Linked DNA regions of Sus scrofa: region 1 is linked to region 2. The links are chromatin contacts, called in public Hi-C maps. All regions are on one chromosome and are shown on one strand. The core of a region is the stretch at or near the end of the contact, and the rest is flanking DNA. Distances in the headings are between cores, read along the strand shown. Region 1 overlaps GATA4 (GATA binding protein 4). Region 2 holds the start of GATA4 (GATA binding protein 4).

Evidence for each region. A called contact is a pair of places that touch in the nucleus more often than the background predicts.
Region 1: a contact with region 2 is called in a Hi-C map of heart right ventricle, with 5 times the contacts expected there. The contact joins the enhancer-like site here to the promoter of GATA4 in region 2. A contact is called at or near these places in 4 of 47 Hi-C or Micro-C datasets (embryonic fibroblasts, epiblast stem cells, fetal heart ventricle and 1 more).

Annotation. Positions count from the first base shown.
Region 1 is chr14:14,917,194-14,924,762 of Sscrofa11.1, forward strand. All of the region lies in intron 1 of GATA4 (GATA binding protein 4), which reads left to right. Among named protein-coding and RNA genes, the nearest start is that of NEIL2, 24 kb to the right of the region's middle. Within about 2 kb of position 4,723, at least 8 of the 83 cell types and tissues checked have an H3K27ac peak or open chromatin away from gene starts, as enhancers often do.
Region 2 is chr14:14,887,171-14,894,024 of Sscrofa11.1, forward strand. GATA4 (GATA binding protein 4) reads left to right here and starts at 1,483. Exons shown (of 6, transcript NM_214293.1): 1 at 1,483-2,098. The coding sequence starts at 1,483.

The DNA of each region.
Region 1 (7,569 bases), core at 3,473-5,972, 33 kb after region 2:
TGGGTTTATAACCCACTGAGTCACAATGGGAACTCCCAGAGAGGCTTTTTAAAATTAAAGTTAAAATTTTATTAGTTATTTTGTAATAGCCTCACTAATATGTGATTTATATTCTATAAGTTCACTCATTTGAAGTGTACAATTCAGTGGATTTTAGTACATTCTCAGAGTTGTGCATCCATCCCATAATCAAATTTAGAATATTTACATCAGTCTAAGAAGAACCCTGTACCTATTATCAGTCACTCTCATTCCCTCTCCCCCAGCCCCTGACAACCATTAATCTACTTTCTGTCTCTGAATTTGCCCATTCTGGATCAAATTTATCTGGATTTCATATAAATGGAACCACACACTCAATGGTCTTTTGTGACTGGCTTCTTTCACAGTACATGATGTTATTTTTAACTGTCCTTTTCCCCCGAGCTCAGGGCTTTTGCACTGCTTTTCCCGCTGCCTCCAAGGTTATTGCCCAGGTACAGAGATACTTGCTTAATTAACTGCTTATTTAATGAACTTGAACTGTGTTACAGGAAGAGAAAACCTGAGTATAGTCTAAATAATTGTCGTTTTAAAAAAATCAACTCAAATTTTCTTTCTTTTTCCTTTTTTTTTTTTTTTTTTAACTACAGCTTAGTTTTCTTACTCATCCCCATCAGTGGATATTTGGGTTGTTTCCAGTGGTTTTGTCATGAAGAGCTTAAAAATATTTCTCAAAGTTCCTGTTGTGGCGCAGTAGTTAACGAATCTGACTAGGAACCATGCGGTTGCAGGTTCGATCCCTGGCCTCGCTCAGTGGGTTAAGGATTCGGCGTTGCCGTGAGCTGTGGTGTAGGTTGCAGACACAGCTCAGATCCCACGTTGCTGTGGCTCTGGCGTAGGCTGGTGGCTACAGCTCCGACTAGACCCCTAGCCTAGGAACTTCCATATGCCGCGGGAGCGGCTCAAGAAAAGGCAAAAAGACTACATACATACATACATAAATAAATGTTTTTCTTTTCCTGTCTCTCTTTTTGGTAGGGAGGGGGTCCTTTTGATATATTCTAATGAGTTATTAGAGCAGTTTCATCACTAGCAAGAGTGGGTTGATCTTTAGGAGTTTCTGCTGTGGCACACTGGGTTAAGAATCCAACTGTAGGAGTTCCGGTCATGGCTCAGTGGTTAATGAACCCGACTAGTGAGGACAGGGCTTCGATCCCTGGCCTCACTCAGCGGTTTAAGGACCTGGCATTGCCGTGAGCTGTGGGGTAGGTCACAGATGCAGCTTGGATCCTGCGTTGCTTTGGCTGTGGGTTAGGCCAGCAGCTACAGCTCCGATTCAACCCCTGGGAACCTCTATTTGCCTCGGGTTTGGCCCTAAATAGACAAAAGACAAAAAAAAAAAAATCCGACTGCTGTGGCTTGGGTTGCTGGAGAGATGCCAGTTTGATCCCCAGCACAGCAGGTTAAAGGATCTGGCATTGCTGCAGCTGTGATGGAGGTTAAAGCTGTGGCTCAGATTCAGTCCCTGGCTGGGGGAACTTCCATGTGCCATGAATGCGTCCATAAAAAAAAAAAACAGAGTGGGCTGATTTTTAATGCATTATGGAGTACTTTTCCATATCCACCCATTCAACTGTATATATTATATATACACATATTATATATGTATGTCTGTAGATAATCCTCTCAGCTGAATTATTATGTGTGTCCAGGAATGTACATCACAGTGGCCAGGCAGTCAAGTGGGCGAGGATCAGAGCCTACAGATTTTACTCCATCCTACTGGCAGGCCTGCTGCCTATTAGATACTTTAGGGCATTGGGTTTTGTTAAAATCTGATCAGTCAAAATGCGTTAAGTTTCTGTTTTGTGCTGAGCACTGTATGTGGAATGATTCAGCCGGAGAGCAGCATGGTGCTGACGAGGGCGAAGATCAGGTCACGAAATGTTGCAGAAGTTTAGGTGAGTCACTCACCATCGCTGGACCTTGGTTTCTTTCACTGAATGTCCCTGGAATCACCCAAACATCTCTTACAGCTTTCAAGACTGTCTGCCTGCATTCAGGAGCCTTAGAGCTGGCATGGGGTGGGGGGTGGGTAACCAATGATGAGGGGCTGTTCAGAGCTTACCAAGTCCAGAGAAGGAAGGGTAGGGTTTGTGCGTAGTACCTGGAGTCCAGGAAGTAGCAAACATTTCCATTGCTGATGCCTAGTCCAGGTTCCCGTGGCTATAGCTGAGCTGAGGGCCAAGCCCAGCCTGAACCAGTTAGTGGCCAACTAGAAAACCCAGCATTTAGAGTAATTGTTGCCTCCTTTCCTTGCATTCTGTATGTACCTTGTCTGGAAGTGGTGACACTGGGGAGCAGGGGACCAAAGTGGGAGGGAGTGAGTGTGGCGGGGCTGTGGGATTCCTACCTGAGTTCCGTCAAGAGTGGCCATACATCTGATTTTAAGCCTATTGTCCCAGAATAATTAGTAATAAGCACCTTTGCCTCAGAAGTGTCCCCATTCTGGATGATGATGATGATGAAGAAGAGAGTGGTGGTTACAGGTTTAAGAGGACACGTGGTGCCAGCAGGGTGTCTGCTGGATGCAGCAGCCAGTAGAGACCCAGGCTCTTGCAGCCTGGCTAGTCTTCACTCATGTCCGCAGGCTTTTCCCCCAGTCCCTGGGGAGGACTCCAGACAGCTCATTCACTGGGGGGTAATGGACAGGAGGCGGCGGCTGGGGGTGGGGTGGGTGGTGGGCAGAGGACGAGGAGACTGCTGGGCAAAACGGTGTTTGTAGAAACATTTCTTGTTAGAAGGGCAACATATCTCTTAGGGAGAGTTTTAAAATAGAAATCAAATGATAACACTATCTTTGAGTGTTCCCTCCTTTGCTTTTTTCATTTGCCCCTTTGAAGACGGTCTCCCCGCCCATGGATCACAGGTGGGAAGGGGCCACGGTGACCCTCTCCATCCAGGAGTCTGCGGTGTTTAACTTCCAATCTAGTCAATCAAGTCATGTTCTCAGAACCTAACGCTGTAGAACTTTTTTTTTTTTTTAATTCTTTACATTTTTTTGCTTTTTAAGGCCACACCTGCAGCATATGGAAGTTCCCAGGCTAGGGATCAAATCAAAGCTGTAGCTGCCGGCCTACGCCACAGCCACAGCCACGCCAGATCTGAGCTCTATCTGTGATCTCCACTACAGCTTGTGGCAACGCCGGATCCCCAACCCAACTGAGCAAGGCCGGGGATAGAACCCAAGTCCTCATGGATAGTAGGTGGGTTCCTTTCTGCTGCACCACAGCAGGAATTCCTAAGAACTTAATAGCCATACAGGAGTCAGTATCCTTCATGGACCTAACTTTGCACAATGCAGAAGGCTCGGGATGCCATCAAGACCAAGGGTCAAAAAAAAAAAAAAAAAAAAGCACCAAGAAATTTCTCCTGGACTCATGAGTGACCCTCTGCATCGTGGGGAAATCTTCACGCTGTAATTGTATCCCTATGTGTGGGGATTCTTGAAGGCCATGGAGAGGAAGGCTGGGAGGCAGCTCCCTAGCCGGTGTGCTGGATGAAGAGCATTGAAACAGATGTGCCTTGAGCTGCTTCTGTGATCAGATGAGCTGGGTCAACAGAGTATGTGCTGACCCTGGGCTTCTTATGGTCCTCGTGGTAACTTCTGTCGTGACCCTAGGCTGTCTTTCATGTACTAGTTTTCGAACTGTTCCTATTGACATTGTCTGCTGCTAGGGAAAGGATTGGGGTCCCTGACAGGAAGGTCTGCTGGCAGAAGCTGTGTGTTGCTGGGCCTGGGGCTAAGAAGCTAGCTAGTCAGTCTGGGTTGAAATCCCAGCTCTGCTATTTCCTAGGCAAGACCTGACTTCTCTGAACTCCAGTAACATTCCTTTTTGGGAGGCACCCTCCTACTCTGTCCCTGCTGTGAACACAGCCTGGATAGGAATGTACTAGATACTTGGGCGCTTGTAGATCTTCATGGGAGAAGCGACAGGATGGAAGACAGACACTTGACTCTCCCCACAGCTCCTTCGGTGACAGGGCCCAGCCGAGTCTTCACCTCATCTTTCTCTGTGGGATGTGTAATTTCTCCTGGCACATTAGGGGGAATTAACTCCTGGCAACATGCTGTAAATATTTTCCTCCAGTCTGTTAAGGCAAGAGGTGGTTCTTCAGCTTCCTTCCTTCCTTCTTTCCTTCCTTCCTTCCTTCCTTCCTTCTTTCCTTCCTTTCTCTCTTTTCTCTCTTTTTCTTTCCCTCCTTTGTTTCTTGGTTTTGGTGCTTTTGTTCCTTTCTTTCAGAGTATCTTCTTTGTCTTTTGTTTTTTTAACCTGGCTGTGGATTTACCTCTTACCTGAAGCCTAAAAAGCCAGGCTTCTAGGTGAATGCTGATGTTTTCTCTGTGTGTGTGTTGGGGTGGGGTGGAAAATCTATTTCCAGTGTAATTACAATATTCACCCGGAGAAAAGTTTAAAGGTCTGTCATATTACCCAGTGGCTATTAAGAAATGCAGTGTGCTGTTTCATGTTGGTTCTTCTCAGTTTCCTTGTTTGTAAATTTCTAAGCTGCCTAGGCTCTCTTGGCAGTGGGTGGGATGTGGCGGAGACTCTGCTTGGGCCGTGCGTTCTCTTCTGGGCTCACAGAGCAGCTCCGCTGGCCTGGTGGGAACTGTGCCTGTTCAGCAGGAGCTTCCAAAATAGGTGCTCTGGTCCTGCCAGCCGCCAGCGCTAAGCCCTCCCCGCAGTGACTGCCTGTCAGGCGGGCCTGACAAAGCCCAGAAGACTAAAGGCTCCAGAGCTGCCCCCAAACTTCGGGTTTGTTTGCTTCTTGTGCCCTAGACCCAGGCGCCAGCCTGGGGGACAGAGCCTGTCAGGAAGTCCAGGCACAACCTGCTGAACTTTGGATGGGACTCAGGACTGGGGTTCAGCAAGGGACTTCGGGGTGTTGCCTGGGACTTTGTTCTGAAACCCCTTTGGCTTCGGGAGGTCTCTGGGAGGCCCCTCCCCTCTTTGCCTATGGTCTCGATTTGCAGCCTTGCAGCGTTGAATCGCTGCCTGAGGCATGGGTGATCTCCACTGTGTTTCTGCGCCTTCTCTCCCCAGAGAGGACAGCTTGGGAGGTGCTGGTGGAAGTGGGGGCCAGCGCTACAGCCCAGGCACCATTGCAGTTGTCACATTGAACATAATTACTTGCTTTAAGTTGTATATCCCCAGCTGGACTACAACTCTGAGCAAGGCTTTTTACCCCAGTTTTATCTAATATATCTCTAAGTCCAGCTCTTACTACAAAGGCAGGTAGAGCAGACGCATGGCACATGTTTGGGCTCTGGCATGCCCACCAGCCACACAGATTCCAGATGGACTCGGCATGAGGGTGAACGAAAGGAGGGTTTCTCCAACCGGGCTCTGGCCCAAGACCTAGCTTCCCTAGCAAGTGGAAGCCCCTCCGAGGATGGAGGGCATGACAGGCAGCTCTGTGGCACTGACCCAGTGAGCTGGCACACGAGTGGTGGCACCCATCAGCCTTTGCTCTCTCCAGCCTATGGGAGGCAAAGCAGCTACCGGGAAGTGCCCACTGGGTGTTGCCCCCCCCATCCCCAGCTGAGACCTCTCCCTTCTCTCCCACCTCCCCTCTTTCCCTCCCCTGCCTTCCCCCTCCCGGCCCTGACTTGCTAGTCAGTGGGTGGGTTCCCCAAGATGGATGGAGCTGGTTGGGAGAGGTCAGGTCCCTGCCTGCGATTGTGTCACTTCTCCCTGGGGAAGTCAGGGTGGGATCCGTCAACCTCCTGGCACACATTTTTCTTCCAGGCACTTGAGTGGGAGTAGTTTGCCTTAATTTCTAGGAATATCCAAACTTAAATTGGAGGCAAAAGAAATCAGGCTGGGTTTGTTTGTTAAAAAAAAAAATTTTAGGAGTTTCCGTCATGGCTCAGTGGGTTACAAACCCAACTGGTATCCATGAGGATGTGGGTTTGATCCCTGGCCTCGCTCAGTGGGTTAAGGATCCCACATTGCTGTGGCTGTAATGTAGGCCGGCAGCTACAGCTCCAATTTGACCCCTAGCCTGGGAACTTCCATATGCTGCAAGTGTGGGCCCTAAAAAGCAAGAAAACCAAAATTAAAAAAAAAAAAAACAACAACAACAACAAAAAAAAACAAAAACATTTTAAATAGGGGCAAGGGCACAGTTCATTTTGTCCTTTGGTTGCTAAAATGATTGTGAATTACTCTTTCTCATGTGCAGCAGTTCCGAGGCTTCATAAGTTTATACAGTTAACCTGCCTCAAGTTCACTCCCTGCCCAAGTCCTGGGCCAAGTCTGAGAGTGATACACAGTTTACAGTTCTGAGAAAAGGTCAGACTCCCAAATCTCCTGGCTCTTTTATCAGCACCCCCCCACCCCAGTATCCCCACACCAAGGTTCTCCCAGGTCTTTCCCACTCTCTACCAACCCTCCAACACTAACAATAACCCATCACTGTTATCTCATTTGGTGTTTGCAAAGCACTTTACAGCCATTGTTGTGAGTTTTTCCTCTTATTTGCAAAGTACTTTACAACTATTATTACAAGTCTTTCCTCTGAATGTGGGGTAACACTGACCCACTTCCAAGAGATTCCCACTGCCTTCTAAGTGGTTGGTCCAATTCCTGCTTGGTGCCGCACATTGGGTGGGTGGGGCTTTCACAAATCAAGGCCATTTCTCTGCCCTTCCTCATTAGACATCAGGCTGAGAAACTGGCTTCAGGCTGCTGCCCACTTGTCTTCGGGAAGTTCCACCCAGTGCCTTTCTATTGAGATGGTTGTTCCCAAGGTTCACACCACCAGATGTTAGTGCTGGCGTGGGGCTCACAGCCTGTCGCCTCCTGCTTCCTCTAGACAGAGTGCTGAAGGTACAGGGTCTGAACATTCTCTCCTTTCTTCAGTCCAAGGGGGGAAATATATGTATGTGTCAGATGTATGAAGGTAAACCAGTTCCTTCCCCCGCAGTGTCCTGGGAGTTACTTGAGATGATCAAAAAAAGTTTTTATTTTGTTCTTATTTTTTTATCATATTTTTAAAACTAAGCAGTTATAACATTACAGCATGGTGTTTTTATTTTATTATTTTTTATTTTTATTTATTTATTTATTTTTTTGTCTTTTTGCTATTTCTTGGGCCGCTCCCGCGGCATATGGAGGTTCCCAGGCTAGGGGTCAAATCGGAGCTGTAGCTACTGGCCTACACCAAGGCACAGCAACGCTGGATCCGAGCCACGTCTGCAACCTACACCACAGCTCACGGCAACGCCGGATCATTAACCCACTGAGCAAGGACAGGGACCGAACCCGCAACCTCATGGTTCCTAGTCGGATTCGTTAACCACTGCGCCACGACAGGAACTCCAGCGTGGTGTTTTTAAAAAGAAAAGTCCACACAATTGATTAGCCTATTAGAAGTTCCTTTCTGGCGGTCTCAGATGTCCTCACAGTGTTTTGTGTGCTGCATTTTTCATTTAACTTGAGATGTAAACATTTTTTCTTTCTTGTTAATGGTGTCTTTCTCATAATCATTTACAATTGCGTCATGTTTCATTGAGTGGGTTGG
Region 2 (6,854 bases), core at 233-2,732:
GGTAAAATTAGGAGAGACACTTTTGCTTGGTGGAGTTGTGGAGAAAAATGAACTGAAACCAAGCAGGCGCTTCAGAATATGGAGCTCTTAGTTTTATCAGAAAAATTGCCTGGTGAAATCAAAACACAGGATGCAAGGATATAAGCAAGTCCTTCAAACTGTTCTTTCCCTGAAGCAGTTTCTTTGGTGTTCTGATCCCCTACACAGGTGGAGCAGTGATTCCATATGAAAATTCTATTCAGTGAAGTGGTATGGTCCAGTGAATACTGTAGTTTTTTGCAAAGTGACCCTCACTTTTCTCATCTTAATATCTAGTCTGCAAAATCTCCAAAATAAAACTGTTTGCAAGAAACGTGTGTCTTGTCTGATTTGATGTCTACATAGTGTATGGACAAGAGATTCCACAAACCTTTTCACCGAGATTTAGCAGACGCTGTGCTCATTTATAAATGTTTAGACTCTGCCTCTAGTTAAAAAAAAAATTGCGAAGAACAATTTCATACGTTTCTGGTTTTTATAAAGTTTGTCATTGTCTTCCATAGGCAATAAAGTTCTTTCATGGCCAGGATCAGTTGCGGAAGGGTAGGATAACAGAGATGAGCGAGATTTCCTGGGAACTAGGCACGGCAGGAAAACCCGAAACACTTGGACTTTTAAAATATTATAACAAGAATACGCTAGCAATAAGGTAAAATTAAAGTTCTTCCTAAGAAGCAATACAAAAAACAACAACAAAAACAAACCTGAGATCACAACAAATAGTTAGACGTCCAATAACCAAGAAGTCCCGTTTCTAAGGCGCCGCTCCCCATGGCGTCCCTCAGGTAACCAGACTCCATGGCCTCTGCAGAACAGCTTCCCACGGAACCGTGTGGCCTCCGAAGCTGGGCCCCCAAGACTGGCGGTTTTGTTTGCAGGGCGGAAGAAGCTATCAGGCTTAGGGGAAATGAGCTCCGAAAAATCCAGATGAACATTTTTCCCTCTATGTCGTTCTCCCTTAGGACCGCGGCTGCATCGCGGAGGAAAGGAGCCAGCCGGGCCCCTCGGCCTTGGAGCCAGCTTACCGCACCCTGCGCCCCAGGCCTGGGTGCCCTGAAAACGGCGGCGCCTCGCAGGGACCAGCCCGGCCCGCGTGAGACCGGCGGGAGCCCCACACCCACGCCCAGGCGCTTCCCTCCGTCTCCGGGACCTCCAGGCCCTGCAGTGGATTCGGCTCTTCCTTCACCACCCCTGGGAACGACCACAAATTCAATTTGGGATTTTTCTGAGTAAACCCGAGCTTAGACGCTTTTGCTGGATTTATTTAATACGTACATATTTTTTGAAGGATTTGTGGTTTTTTACCTTTGATTTTTGATCTTCGTTTTTGTGACAGCCCCTCGCCTGTACATTATTATTCGTATTTATATTTTTTTGTTATTATTTTCTTTCCCCGCCTTGCTTCTTGGCCCGAGGACTCGGACGCTGCGAGCGCGCGGGGCGATGTACCAGAGCCTGGCCATGGCCGCCAACCACGGCCCGCCTCCGGGGCCCTATGAGGCGGGCGGCCCGGGCCCCTTCATGCACAGCGCAGGCGCCGCGTCCTCGCCCGTCTACGTGCCCACGCCGCGCGTGCCCTCCTCTGTGCTCGGCCTGTCCTACCTCCAGGGCGGAGGCGGGGGCGCCGCGGCCGGGGCCGCCTCGGGCGGCAGCTCCAGTGCCGCGCCGTCGGGCGCTGGGCCCGGGACCCAGCAGGGCAGCCCGGGCTGGAGCCAGGCGGGAGCCGAGGGAGCCGCTTACACCCCGCCGCCCGTGTCGCCGCGCTTCTCCTTCCCGGGCACCACCGGGTCCTTGGCCGCCGCCGCCGCCGCCGCCGCGGCCCGGGAAGCCGCGGCCTACAGCAGTGGCGGCGGGGCGGCGGGCGCGGGCCTGGCGGGCCGCGAGCAGTATGGGCGAGCCGGCTTCGCGGGCTCCTACTCCAGCCCCTACCCCGCCTACATGGCCGACGTGGGAGCGTCTTGGGCCGCGGCCGCCGCCGCCTCCGCCGGTCCCTTCGACAGCCCGGTCCTGCACAGCCTGCCCGGCCGGGCCAACCCCGCCGCCCGACACCCTAATCTCGGTGAGTGCTGAGCGCGAGTACCCGGGCAGTTGGTAGGGAACGGGGGCCGTCATGATTCCTGTTAGGGACTTTTAATTTTAAACAAGTATGTGGGGGGGGGGGTGAGGAGAGGGTTGCGCGAGTTTCTGAGGAAAGCAAACGGGAGGACAACTTGGAGGCCAGGGCGATGGTGGCGGTGAAGGGCACAGCCCCCGGAGCCCAGTTATTTTAGGTGAGGGTGGGCGTGTCCTCTAGATCCTTTTCTGGAAGGGAGAGAAAGCTGCAGGGATACGGGTCTGAGTGCGTCCTCCGCGCAGCCCCAGGCCTCGGGTGACTGGGCCGCCGTGCGCCCCTCGAGCCCTCGGTGCACTGCGCTGCGACCACCGGGTTGCTGCGCCCGCTTCCTCCTGGCCCGGCTCAGAGCCCCAGCCCGGGACTGATTACAAGGCTTAGGCCCACGATCTTCTGGGCCATTTGGCATCCAAGCTGGAGGATACTTTGCGGTGGCAGATTTTCCGGTCGTGGATTTCACACCGGGAACAAACGAGGGACCAGAGGAGCAATGGAGATGGGTTGAACCGGGGCCAGCACGAGGTGTGAGGCGGGTGCCTGGGGGCCCGAGCGTGTTGTGACATTGTGTTGGTCGGTGGATGGAGGTGCCCAGGGCTTCGTCGGAAGCGTACCCTTGGTCGGTGTCAGAACACCGGAAGCCCAGAGCCGCTTCTTTATAATGTCGGACTTAAGTGGAGACTTTGCCGCAGATTCACAGTTGAGTCTCCTCTTGTCCCCGAGGGCTGGGGTTAGAAATAATCGTGCTGGGCACAATTTTCTATCTCCTTTGAATGTCAGACCTGGGAAGGACCGCAAGCCTGTGCCCCTTGCCCGGATTTACAGATGAACTGAATGAAGTACCAAGAAAGACTTCGGCGGCGCTTCTGGCTGGGAGAAAAAAGGGAAGTGGCAACTCGAGTTCAAAATGCATGGGACCTCTAGTCCTGTGGAATTTCAACAAGGGATGGGATCGGGTTTGGATGGACATGGCAGCTTTTGTCGCGGAGAGAAAGCCCAGACTTGAGAAACAAAGTTAACATTTATTGACTGCCTACTAAGTGCTAAATCCTTCCGCATTTGTTCTCACTTTGAAGCATCAAGCTTGTCCCTCCCAGGTCTCCAGTCTTGGGCTGGCTCGGAAAAGGGTCCAGGCTTTGAAGAGCTTTTAAGTTATCCTTTGACCCTGGGTGGCCAGGGAAGGTCCCCAGGGGTGTCCAGCCAAATACACATCCCAGGTAAACTGATTAACCGTGGATGTGGCGCCGGGGAAGGGGCCGTGGCTGTCAGTTTCCCCCTCCCCCTCATGGGGGAGCCAGACGGCACCCCCGGGGGCGGGGGAGGGGGGGCGCTCTGCCTTCCTGCCTGGAGCCTCTGGGGAGGACCTGGAGAGATAGCTCGGCCACATCTCCATACAATGGCAGCTGGAGGTGGGCGTGTTGGGGGTGAGGCGTTCAGGCCCAGCATTCTTAGAACTCTCCTGAGCTCTCTCCAGAACTCTCTCTAGAACTTCTGTTTTAAAATAGGGAGGAATGGTCCACGTAGTTTGACTTCTTTTACCTTAGGAGTGGGATGGGGGGGGGGGGTTGCTTTCTAATCTCTATAATCCTGGACTAAGAATTTGGTGTTTGCTTAGGGAAAAAAAGAGAAGCTTGAAATCCGAAGATAGGGGATACTTTGTGATCATGAGAGTTACAGTCACAACAATGTAAAAAGAAAAATATACTGTGTAAGGGAGTTCCCCTTGTAGCTCAGTGGTAAGGGACCCAACTAGTATCCATGAGGATACAGGCTTGATCCCTGGCCTCTCTTAGTGGGTTAAGGATCCAGCATTGTCCTGAGCTGTGGTGTAGGTTGTAAACACCATTGGATCTAGTGTTGGCTGTGGCTGTGGTGTAGGCCCAAAGCTGCTGCTTGGATTTAACCCCTAGCCTGGGAACTTCCATATGCCACATCCGTGGCCATTAAAAAAAAAAAAGATCCTATGTAAGGAGTGCACACAGTGAACACTTAGATTCTAAAATGTAACCATTGAGACGGGGGTTGTTGGGAGTAAGTAATGTTTCCCACATTTCAGTGTCAACAAACGGCAGGATGACCTTTAAGGAGAGCCTCCTTGCTGAGAAGTGTGATTTGTCTTCCTGATGTCCTGGGCTCTGTCCTGCTAGTTCAGAAAGTCCCACCTGAAGACATCCTTTGGGTCTGGTCATTTTTTAATGTGTAGGCTATGAAAGGCTCCGCATTTTCTATGTGAGGGAACAGGCATGTTGAATTTGTTGGCATTCACATCTCCAGTTTGTTCTGAAGGTGGCACTTTCAGAAAAGCAAGTTAAAAGCAGTGCATGCAAATGTGCTTTTTCTATGTTCCGCCTATCACATGGACTTTCCTATAAATGCCTGGTAGCTTTATCAAGAACCACCACTGGCATATTCACTGATGATGAGTGTATCCATCATTAGAAGGATGATGATAAGTGATTACTGATTCCATGGTATTATTGAGAGCTTGCTGTGTGGAGGTGCCACCTGGTCCTAAGACAACAATACAGTGTGGGGCATGACAAAGGCAAACTATGGTCTTTGCTTACCTCTCTCAGCCTCTTCTCTTTTTCTGTAAAATGGGATAGTCATAACTACTTTTAGTGTTGTCTTAATTAGAAAAATAAGGTAACATTTGTGAAGTACTTGGCTTTGGCACCTCATAGATGATGGATATTTTGTTTAACAGCCACTCACTGTCACATAGAGGGACCAATTTTTCTGATTTTCTCAAAACTGAGGATTTTTTTTTTTTTTTTTAATGGTTGATGCTAAACCTAGGATAGTTCTCAACAAATGGGGATGTTTGGTCACCCCGAAGGTGAGTGAGTGACCCAGCAGTGTGTTATGGTTGTGAGCCGAGAGCAGAGGAGTGAGGACAGAGGTAGTGCCTCCCTCTGTCTAGATCTGGAAGTCTTCACCTAAGTGGTGTCATCTGCACTTGGCATTGAAGGGTGAATAGAAGCTTGCCAGGAAAAGTACCCTGCAATTTGAAAAAAAGAAAAAGGAAACATAGACCCTCATTTACTGTCACACTCTCTGGTTCCATGAAATAATACAACCCAGCCTGACTTTTGTTTAAATGATGTATTTCTCACTATAGATAAAACCACACAGACTAACTCACCCTTCGCTCAGAAACTGCTTTTAATTTCAATGAGAAAGACGAGAACACTTTTGTTTTTCTAAGACGTGTTAAGTGTTAGGATTAACAATAGTTAATATCTTGATAGAGTTCTAGTGTTGGTTATTGCAGTAAGGCAAAAATCAAAGTAATAAAAATGAACGGGGCCTCTGTAGAGCTCTGCTCTTAGGGTGGAAGGAATTCCTCTGCCTTGACTGCAGTGTATATAAACCTTAATTCATTCCAAGTTCAATATGAGCCCTGAAACAACCTTTGAATTAGTGAGTTAGGCTGCACCGATGGAATTATGTGACCTTCCTGAGGGCAGGTACAGAGTCTCATTCATGCATAAGTGCCTGGCACATGCTGGGCCCTTAGCAAATATTTCAGTCAATCTCCAGGAGGGAGTTGCCACGGTCTCTGGTCTCCAGGTCCTCTGCCAGGGTCAAGGGAGAGGCCACCTGGAGGGCCTCAGGGAGGAGGAAGCTGGGAGAAGGTTCTGGAAACCTTGGGAAACTACTGAAAGCACTTTCTGTTGGAGAAGTCACGGGGTGGGTAAGAGAGGGAGAGACTGTATAAATATCAAAGAGGCAAAAGCCTAATTTTGATTGTATTGAGCAGACATTAGGTTTGAGAGGAACACTTTTTCACGCAGGATTGTAGTTGTTGAAATGGAATGTGGGCTCTGGCTTGTCTTAATCATAATAAGCCCCTGGGCACTGAAGGTTCATGCTCAAGGAGCCAATGTATAGCCATCTGCCAGTGAGGCTGTGCAGGGAGGTCTTGCATTTCAAGGGCTTGGGTCCGTGGGGGCGGGGGGGGGGGTGTGTGTGCAAGGTAGCCGTGGCAGGGTATGTGGCTATCTCCTTTCAAGGAACCCGATCACAGTTGTTAACAAAGGCATATCAGTTTGTCAAAACTCCTGGAAATGTACTATTAAAATGGGAGTATTTTATTGTGTGTATATTACACCATAATAAAGTTGATTTTTGTACCAGTTAATGCTTGTAAATACTTAAGGCTGAAAAGGAAACTGGAAATTATATGTGAATGTGCCTTGAAGAAAATAGCATCCTGATAGATGTTATTGGAAAAACTATGAAAATATGTTTTATTATGGAATAACAATTCTTTTGGGTAAGAGAATAACAAGCAATTATAATATTTTTCAAAGGATCTCAACAATTTTGAATCATTTTAAGGGTTGGTTAAAAAATATAATGACACAACAAAATGCACGTATATCACTCAGTGTTGGCCAAATTGTTTCTTTGAAAGTATTGGCGTTTTAAGAGTTTGTTTATAATGTAGGTTTGTGGAAAACTCTGAAGTGCTTTCTAGGTCTTTTGGGGACTGCTTATCAATTAAGCCAGTTTTTCAGAAGAGTTCATTTATGTAGTGAACTTTGTGAGATCAACTCTTAAGTAGCTTGTTTGGCTAGAGAATGATTCGTCAGTCCTTGAGAAAACCAAAGTTGTTTAACTTTCCAGTTACCACCCTGAGCAGGTCAGCCAGAGTTAGGGCTGGTCTGTGGTGCTAGGCTGAGAACCAATTAAATGGGGAAGG